2 separate regions of the Ovis canadensis genome follow, and region 1 is linked to region 2. A link is a contact called in public Hi-C data. All regions are on one chromosome and are shown on one strand. Each heading gives the region's core, a stretch centred on a gene start, on an enhancer-like site or on the middle of the called end of the contact. The rest is flanking DNA. Distances are from core to core; before and after follow the strand shown. Region 1 holds the start of IRX5 (iroquois homeobox 5). Region 2 holds the start of IRX3 (iroquois homeobox 3).

Region 1 (4,638 bases), core at 384-2,883, 620 kb before region 2:
GGCTCAGACCCGGGGGCAACCCCTCTTCCTCCTTAGAAGGAAGCAGAGGCCGCCAATCCCTGAGTCCTTGGAGGCTCTTGGAGCAGTCCTGGCTTCCCCGGCACCTGGTAGGCCCCCCTCTGGCTGGGCACGTCCTCCCCCGCGTGAGCAGATCCGGCCACCGAGGCCAGGCCCCTCTACCCAGAGAGAGGCCCGGGCAGCGGCGGCGACTCTGCTCTCTGCGCCCGAGTGGCTGCGCAGTAGAAACAAGGGTAGTGAGCAAAGGAAGTCAAGGAATTTTTTTCCCCCCCAGAGAAAGGCAAACGAAGATTCAAGCCTTGTCCCTGGCACCCCCTCCCCTCCAAAAGTGTTATCCCAAACCGAAGCCACGGCGCTTTTCCAGAAAGTGCACCCGGCCGAAAAATCCCGGATGCACCGCAGCTCGCCCGACTTTTCAGAAATTTAATACCTCCAAATCGGATTGCGAAGATAGGATTACGGATTTGCAACATTTTGGAGGACTAATTAAAGGCGAGGCCAAACACATTTACACAGACCGAGCACGCTTCTGTTCAGATTTCGGATCTATTTCTTTTGAACTACTTTTCGCCAAATGGCCAAACCCCCCAAAATGAAATAGAGTAAAATGTGCAGGACGGCCTAGAGCTCACGTTTGAACCAAATGTTGCTCTTTGAAGCGACCTCTCCCCCCAAAAACCCCTTCCGCCAAGTTAGCGATCTGAGCAAGACGCGGCTCTCCTCTCCGTGCAACTCCTGAGCCCGAAACCCGGGAGAAGCCGAGAGAGACAATCGCCCAAGTTCGCAGGGGCCGCGAGGCTCGGCGGGACGGTCCGCGGTGAAGCCGAGGCCCGTGTCCCCCGCAACCCCCGCCCGCCACGCGCGGCCCCAGCTGCCCTCGCCCGCCCAGGCTCCCGCTCACTTACCACGTACGAAGAGAAGGCGGCGGCGGCTGCCGCCGCGGGATCGGCACCGTACTGGAGGTGCGAGTTGTAGCCCGGCGAGGGCGCCGTGAAGGCGGTGGAGCCGGCGTAGGGCGAGAACGCGGAGCCCGACGACGAGCGGCCGAGCTCATCCGTGCGGGGCCCCGAGATGACGCTGGTGCTGTACGCCGGGCAAGAGTAGAGCGCCAGCGAGGCGGACGGCTGGTACAAGTAGCCCTGCGGGTAGGACATGGCCACACACGGGCATGGGGCGCTCCGCGCCGCGGCCGCCAACGAGCCGGGCGGCGCCCTGCGAGGGCGAGCGGGCGGGCACCTGGTCTCCGGCTGCCCCGGGCCGCTGCTCCTCGGGCCCCGGCTCCCGGGCTCCGGCCCGCGGCGCCTCCTCGCTGGCTTCCCGCGCGCCTCTGGCTGCGACCGATGAGCCCGCTCCTCTGCGCGCCTCGCTCCTCCCGGCAGGGTTTCCCCCCCTCCCTTGTTGCTTTCTCTTTTTCCCCCTCGCTCTTTGCACTGGGGGGCTCCGCTTTTGGCTTCGCAAAGGTCCTGCCAAGATGCTAAGTTGGAAATTGAGGATTCTGACGCCTTGTGCGCGCCTGAAGCTCCTCCTTCCCGGGGTGTAGTCGGTGGGAGGACTGGCAGGAGCCTCTGGGCGGCCGCAGCCAACCCGGCCGCCAGGCGCTCCTCGTCCTCTCCCTCTTCCTCCCCGGCTCCCTCTCCCGCTCGCTGGCGCTCCCCTCGCCCCTCCCTAGCGCCCGCCTCTCCTCCGCGGCCCTCCTCTCCCCCCTCCTCTTATTCCTCCCCCCCCCCTCCCCTCATCGGTCTCTCCCTCTCTCTCACTCAGACTCTCGAGCGCCGGCCCCAGGATGACAATCACATCCCAGGCGCGACTATCTCTTCCAACTTTCCTCCCCTGCTAAGTCGGGGAGGAGGAGCGGCGGTTCCGACACAAGCGGGCCCTGGTGGCCGGTCCGCGTTCCGACGCACAAAGGGAACGAGGCAGCGGACCACGCGCCAGCGAACGCTCTGCTTTTTCTACGCCACAGTAAATCGCGGAGTTAGCGGATTTCTTGTTCGCGAGGAGGCTGGGCTCCAAAGCGGATCGCTGTCCACCCTCCCCTGGTTTCTCCCCCTAGTTAAAGGACCCACGAGAGCGCTGGAGACCCAGATGGATGCCAGCGTTCAGGGCGCTGGGAGTCCGGGGTGACTATCCTCCACCAGCAGCAGCAGGTGGGCGAGAGACAGGCCTTGGACATCTGCACGTCTCCGGCTCAGCCTCCCGTCCACCAACTCCCCGCCAGACGGCGAGGGAGGAGACACTGGGGACCCAGTACTACGGGGGGGAGCCTTTCTCTAGAGAGGTTGTGGGCAAGAGCTGCCAGACGGAGGAGAAGCAGCTACACTGGAGTAAGTCTCTGGACTCCATTACGCCCTCTCCCACAATGGCTCGCTGCCCCTTTCTTGGGGCTTTGCATCACCGGCAGCTCGCCCCTCCAGGCCGGTGGTGACGGTGGTGGAGAGTGCGGGTCCTCTTCCAGTTCGCACGCTCACTCGCTCGCACCCGCCCACGCTTCACCGCTAACAGTCCGCGGGGGAGTAACCAACCCAACCACTGTTTGTTCAGCGAGGCGCTGGCAAGGCAAACACAACTGAGTCACAGGCCGAGCCCTTGCCCACGAAGGCCACACAGAATACAAAATAGACCTTTTGCCTGTCTCTACACCCAGCGCCACCGCAAGCCACAGAAGCACTCGAACTCTGGGACAGACAGGGGCGCTGGTGAACCAGGACAGGGGCTGGCACAGTTTTGGGCACTCCAGTAGATCAGGGACTTTGTGGCTTTTATAATGCAGTCACACGGAAGCCGAAGTATACCTAGACACAAAGTTTCCCTCAATGACTCTGACAGTTGAGATACTTTTATTTCCTAAGTTCCAACCGGGTCTGGCACACAAGCCTAGTCTCCAGACCCGCACTCTGCAGCGCGACTTCACGCACGCGCGCAGACTCCTCCCCGTCAGTTCTCCCAGGCCCCGCCCCTCAGGCGGATATTCTCCTACAACTTCTGAAATCGCCCGGCCCCATCCCTCCCTGCCTTCGCCTCTAATTGGACGCTGGCCTCTATAGGCTCCGCCCCTCGGCGACGTGAGCCCGCTTCCCTCCGAGTCTAGGCGCCGAGGGGGCGGGGCGGGGCGGGGCGTCGGCGCCCTATTGTCATGGAGACGGGAAGCCGGCGGCGGCGGTGGCGGGCATAGCCCAGCTGAGGTGGCAGCGAACCGGCCGCGACTGAGGCGAGGCCGAGCAGCCCCGCGCGCGCGGAGGCGATCGCTGGCGGCCTCTCAGCAGCCAAGGGGGCAGTGTCCTCCGGGGCTCGGGCTAGGCCGGGGTGATCGCGGGGAGTGCCCAGGAGCGTCCCCGCCTGCTTGCGTCGCTCCCGCTCTTGCGGCCCTTCAGCTCCCCAACGCCCGCCCCCGGCTCCGCCCGCTGCCGCCGCCGCCGCCGCAGCCCCTCGCGCTAACGGTCGGTAGCGGCCCGCGCGCGCCGCCCGCCGGGGGCTCGCGCCAGCCACGAGGGAGCGTCCGCGGCTCAAGCTCCCGCGCTGCGGAGGAGAGGTGAGCCCCGCGTCCATCCTGCCACCGCGTACCCTCTGCGTCTCGGCCGGGCTTCCTGCCTCTCGAGCCGCGTCCACGTCCGCCCGTGGACGGGATGGACGTGGTGGTGCCCTGCGCCCCTCCGGGCTCTCGGTAGGCATGGGCCGCGTGAACGTTGGGCGGGATTCTCGTGGTGTGACGGTCCCCCCAGCGGGCGGGCGTGGGCGTGGTCCCCTCCATCCACGCGCGGCGACTTCACCCCCTCGGCTCTGGTCCAGGATTCTGATCTCGGAAATGGAGCCCTGGAGGTTTGTGCCACCGAGAATCTGAATCTGTCAACACAGACATCCTCATTACATCATCCTGCCACTCTGGGCAGCCCCCACTCCCCCCACCCCACCCCCCGCCAAAGCACACACACACACCATACTTCCCGCCCCCGCACCCCCCGGTTTTCTAATACTGTCTTCTTTTTGGTGTCAAGGGCTTGGAGAGAATCCTGAAAGATATTGAAGCATTTAGAATTTATGGTTCTGTTGCTGTGGTTGTCACCTCCGCTCTGCGTCAAATTTGAGACTCATTTCTTAAGGATGTCTCTATTTTCTGCTTTATTTGCACATTGATGGCTCTGCTGCTCCGCCGGCCGCCGCCGCCCGCGTCTGCGATAGACTCGTGTTAATATGCTAGAGGGAAGAGCTGATCATTAGCAGGCAGGCGGGATTCAGATAGCATCTGGCGGGTTTTCTCCGTTTTCATGTGAAAGCCTTCCGTTTTTGCTGGTAAACCCGAGGTTTTAACTTTTAGCCTTGGATGCATTCCTTTCTCTCCCCTCCCTCCTTTTTCCACTTTATTCATCAGCTTTCCAGTTTGGGAGCCTGCTTACTTTTAGCAGTAGTTTAACTCATCTCCTGTCACTGAAGCTTTCTCCCCCCGGCAGGCAGGAACTAACTCCCTCTGGTTCCAGGTTACCAAGACGATTCTTTTTCTTTTCCGCTTACTGGTGCATTTGTATCTTTCTGAACATTTGCACTTAGGTTAGGGCTAGGCATGCCTTGATCTTAATGAAAGACTTTAAAACATTCTAATTTTAAAACTTCCTAAGGGTTTATTGG
Region 2 (4,753 bases), core at 1,457-3,956:
CCTTCAGCCGCGTTGAGAGAGCGTCTACAGCAAGCCTCCGAAGCATTTTGTGCTCTGGGAACGTTGGAAGAAAGCGAGATGGTGGAAAAGGGTTTGTGTGCGTTTTTGCGCGCACGACTTTCCCAAATCAACTTCCCATGCACCTGCTTCTCCTCCCTGTGCGAATGTCACTTTGACCCCATCTCTTGGATTAAAACTCCCTGGAAAAGGCTCGGCTGTTTTTGGACCCGTGAGTTCAGTTCAGAGTCGGATTCCACTGGCCTGGTGGCATTGGGGAGCTAGCGCCACGTCGGGGCTCGGCTGCCTAGGGCTCTGGGTCCCGAGGTGGGGCGCGGACCGCCCGGGCTAGGGTCTCCGCTGGAGACTAGGGGAGCGGAGAGGCTGTTCTGCTGAAGACCTGGGGCGCCTGGAGGTTTCTAAATAATCGAGGTCCTTGAGTCCTCATCTGGGTTGGAGGTTCGTCTTCTGGGTCATGGGTCCCCTAGTCCGGCGTGGCTAATTCATTGAGCACAGCTTCGCCCCTTGCCTGGCCTCTTTCCCGCCTCTCACCGTCCAGCGCAGCCAGGTCGATAGCGAGTTACTGCGGGCGGAGGAAGCATCTCCTGTGTTCATTGTTTCTGTTCTTCTCGAAGAGCTGCGCGTTAGACAGGGGCCCAGCGCAGCCCCAGGCTCCCCACTTCAGCATCTCGCTCTTGGCTCTCCCCGGGGTTGGGTCTGGTGCGTCTACCTTGTGCAAACTCTAGGTCTGCGGGCCGTCGAGGCTCCGCGTCTGACACTTAGGGAACACTCCAGGCAATAACGTTACCCTCAATTTTATAACCCTGAGATTTTTCTTGAGTCGGTGAGCCCGTGATTCCCTATGCCACTCGGCTGAGACGGTTAACTGAAAACGAAATCAGGCGCCGGGGAAACATTTCAAAGCTTCCTCTGATACCTCCTCTTCTGGGGAGACTCCAGCTAAGGCCAACACCTGGCACCAGGCAGACGCAGGTGAGTAGAAGGTCAGGGAAGCAGGCTGACTCAGTTTGAGGAGGCCGCACGTTACTCTCCCCTATCGAACCCCAAACCTAGCTGCCCCAAAACTTTCCCTTGTATACCCCCCACCACCACCCAATTTTCTCGGCCTTCATGTCTACTCGAGGCGCCAACCCACACGAAGACTGGTAGAAAGAGGCGGGGAATAGGGGCGAGGTCAAAACCGGGTGTCCACGGGACTCCCAGCGGGGCTCCTTGGAGCCACTGAGACCAGAGACAGCTAGGGCCAAGACTCTCCGATCCCTCCGCTCTTCTAGAATTCGGATTAGATTCTTCTATCAGAGCAAGGCAGCCACTTTCCGCCTCCGATCCGGGACGGGCAACTCCAAGACAGGCACCGCCCGGGGGTTGTCCCGGAGCGCTCCTGCTGCTGGCCTGGCCTGTGCGTGGGTCGCCGCAGCGGCCTAAAGCGTTCAGCCCGGAGTCGCCGCAATACCGGGAATTTCAATCCTCCTCTCGGCTGCACGCCCTAACCTGTGAAGGTGGGCGCGCGGATTCTAAGATTTCAGCTTTGGTTTAGGAAATACTCCACTGTAAAACTTAAGTCTTGCCTCCCATCCCCACCCCCGCGGATGGGAGGACCTCTGCCGAAGGAAAACAGGTTGGCGCGGAGACCCCGGGAGCAGGAGAAGGGGGAGGGAAACGAAGAATCTCTACGGCTCGAAAATTCCAGCATATTAACTTTTCCAAGCGCTCGCTGAAAGTTCCTGGAGCCTCCGCCACCCGGCTCCCTGCTCCTGCCCCATCCCACGCCGGCTTAGGGCTCCGGCGGGCTCCGTCTCCCTGACATCGTTCCCCAGGATGCCTGAGGTGTCCACTCTGCAGCACCGCCCTCCCCCAACACACACGCCATTTCTAAGGAAGGATTCTGCACCCTGACATCCGCGTGGCGTGAACGTGGTTAACTGCAGGATTTAGTCCTCTGGGAAGGGGGCTACCTCGCCTCCCCGCCCCACCCCGGGCAGTGAGACAGTCCTCGAAGACTCCCTTAAAGCACACGCCCCCACTTCCCTCACGCCTCTTCCACCCCCTCCCTAAGCCACTAAGAGTGGCCGAGAGTCTAGAGGTGCGAGCTAGAAAGCGGGCCGGGGCAGAGTAAAGTCCCAGCGCCTGCCCCGGACCAGGGTCTGTCTGGTCCTGACCCAGATCCCACGCGCTGGGGCAGGGGGAGAGGCACCGAGAGGCGAGAGCGAGAGGGGTGAGCTGACCCAGTGCTAACCCCGGTCCCCGCGCCTCCCGCGCCCCCTTCCGCCGCGGGCCAGAGGGGGCGGGAAGGGACTCGCTGCGCGGGGGCTCCCGCCCCCGCCCCGCCCCGCCCCGCGCGCCTTCTCTGCGGGGTGGGCGGCCTCGCCTGCAGGGCGCCCAGGCGATTGGCGACTCGCGAAGGAGACGCGAGGAAAAGTCGAATAAGAGGGCGCGACGTCAGACCCGAGATTTGGGGAAGGGCGAGGGAGGGGGCGAGGGCGGGGACGGACACACCGACACAGATACGGACACACACACACCCTCCCCCCCACCCCACCCTACCCCCCGCGCACGGCACCCCGAGTGTCCACAAGTTTGGGCCGCCTTAACCCAAAGCTCAGAGGCCGGGGGGATGGGAGTGTGGGGAGTGTGGTGTGTGTACAGAGAAAATAGATTTTAAAAAGAAAGAGTGACGGGAACAGAAAGGGGAGAGAAAGGAACAGCGAGAAAGGGAAAGACGAGAAAGAGTTCCGTAGTCCAGGAGCGTGAAAGAGCCCGAAGGAGCGGAAGCGATCCTGGGGGGAAGAGGAGCGCAGAAAGGGGAGGAGAGAGGAAGGGCGAGGAGGGGGAGTGAAAACTAGAGGAGGGCGAAGGAAGCGAGGCGCGACACTGCTCGGGGAGAGGAGGGCAGCGAGGAGCCAGGCGCGGGCAGAGGCAGCTCCGGCGGCCGAGAGGAGGGAGCGCGGCGCAGAGAGGAGGGGCTTGTGGGCCCGTAGAAATGTCAATCAGATTCCGGAGCCCCGGGAATCTCCGCCAATCTGTTCGGACCTGACCTGGCTCCTCGCCGCCGCCGCCGCCGCCGCCGCCGCCGCCGCCGCCCCGGAGCAGATCGATAGGCGAACGCGGAGCGCAGCGCAGCGCGGAAGGCAGCGCGGCCGCAGCCGGGCCCAGCCCCCGATGTGCCCCGGAGCCCGCGGGCGGCGCTGAGCTGGGCGGCCCCGGGGGGCAGGGCCCCCTCTCTGTCCGTGCCCCGCGGGCCACCATGTCCTTCCCCCAGCTCGGATACCAGTACATCCGCCCGCTCTACCCACCCGAGCGCCCGGGGGCCGCCGCCGGCGGTGGCAGCGCTGGGGCCCGGGGCGGCCCGGGAGCCGGCGCCTCGGAGCTGGCTGCCTCGGGGTCCCTGTCCAACGTGCTCTCGTCCGTGTACGGGGCGCCCTACGCCGCGGCCGCAGCCGCAGCCGCAGCCGCCCAAGGCTACGGCGCCTTCCTGCCCTACGCCGCCGAGCTGCCCATCTTCCCTCAGCTGGTAAGTGCCCTGGGAGCCGCGGAAGGGGGGTTAGAGCTGGGGCGCCGGACGAGGTGTGCGCGCTCAGTAGACTGGCGCGGCCTGGGCCGGGCGGGTGGAGGCGGCGACGGCCGGGGCTCATCCTCGCTCCCTCCGCGCGCGTCCCTTCCTTGTCCATGTGCGTACAGGGCACGCAGTATGAGCTGAAGGACAGCCCCGGGGTGCAGCATACGGCCGCGGCCACCGCGTTTCCACACCCGCACCCCGCCTTCTACCCTTACGGCCAGTACCAGTTCGGGGACCCGTCCCGGCCCAAGAACGCCACCCGAGAGAGCACCAGCACGCTCAAGGCCTGGCTCAACGAGCACCGCAAGAACCCCTACCCCACCAAGGGCGAGAAGATCATGCTGGCCATCATCACCAAGATGACCCTCACCCAGGTGTCCACCTGGTTCGCCAACGCGCGCCGGCGCCTCAAGAAGGAGAACAAGATGACCTGGGCGCCCCGGAGCCGCACCGACGAGGAGGGCAACGCTTATGGGAGCGAGCGCGAGGAGGAAGACGAGGAGGAGGATGAAGAAGACGGCAAGCGCGAACTGGAGCTGGAGGAGGAGGAGCTCGGGGGGGAGGAGGAGGACACCGGGGGCGAGGGCCTGGCGGACGACGATGAAGACGAGGAGATCGATTTGGAGAACTTAGACGGCGCGGTCGCGGGACCCGAGCTGGCCCTGACTGGGGCGTCGCACAGGGACGGCGACCTCGGCCTGGAACCCATCTCAGACTCCAAGAATAGCGACTCGGACGACAGCTCCGAGGGCTTGGAGGAGCGTCCGCTGCCCGTCCTGAGTCTGGCCCCAGTGCCACCGCCCGTGGCCACCGCTCCGCCATCTCCGCCCTCGCCCCCAGCGGGCCTGGACCCCTGCGCTCCTGCACCGGCGCCCGCCTCGGCCCTGCAAAAACCCAAGATCTGGTCCCTGGCCGAGACGGCCACAAGCCCGGACAACCCTCGCCGCTCGCCTCAGGGCGCGGGGGGTTCTCCCCCCGGGGCAGCGGTCGCGCCCTCGGCCCTGCAGCTCTCTCCGGCCGCCGCCGCCGCCGCGGCTCACAGACTCGTCTCGGCGCCGCTGGGCAAGTTCCCCGCTTGGACCAACCGGCCGTTCCCAGGCCCGCCGCCTGGCCCACGTCCGCACCCGCTCTCTCTGCTGGGCTCAGGCCCGCCACACCTGCTGGGACTTCCCGGAGCCG

What was found. A called contact is a pair of places that touch in the nucleus more often than the background predicts.
Region 1: a Hi-C map of fibroblasts shows a contact between it and region 2, with 4 times the contacts expected there. The contact joins the promoter of IRX5 here to the promoter of IRX3 in region 2. A contact is called at or near these places in 2 of 2 Hi-C or Micro-C datasets (fibroblasts and lung).

What each region holds. Positions count from the first base shown.
Region 1 is chr14:36,400,457-36,405,094 of ARS-UI_OviCan_v2, reverse strand. IRX5 (iroquois homeobox 5) reads right to left here and starts at 1,633. Exons shown (of 5, transcript XM_069549858.1): 1 at 924-1,633. The coding sequence starts at 1,172. It overlaps LOC138418453, which reads right to left and starts at 4,187. Exons shown (of 2, transcript XM_069549855.1): 1 at 3,952-4,187; 2 at 2,833-3,858. The coding sequence starts at 3,954. The coding sequence ends at 3,103. LOC138418454 (a long non-coding RNA gene) reads left to right here and starts at 3,130. Exons shown (of 12, transcript XR_011248586.1): 1 at 3,130-3,547.
Region 2 is chr14:35,779,963-35,784,715 of ARS-UI_OviCan_v2, reverse strand. IRX3 (iroquois homeobox 3) reads left to right here and starts at 2,706. Exons shown (of 4, transcript XM_069552796.1): 1 at 2,706-3,529; 2 at 3,697-4,753. The coding sequence starts at 3,263.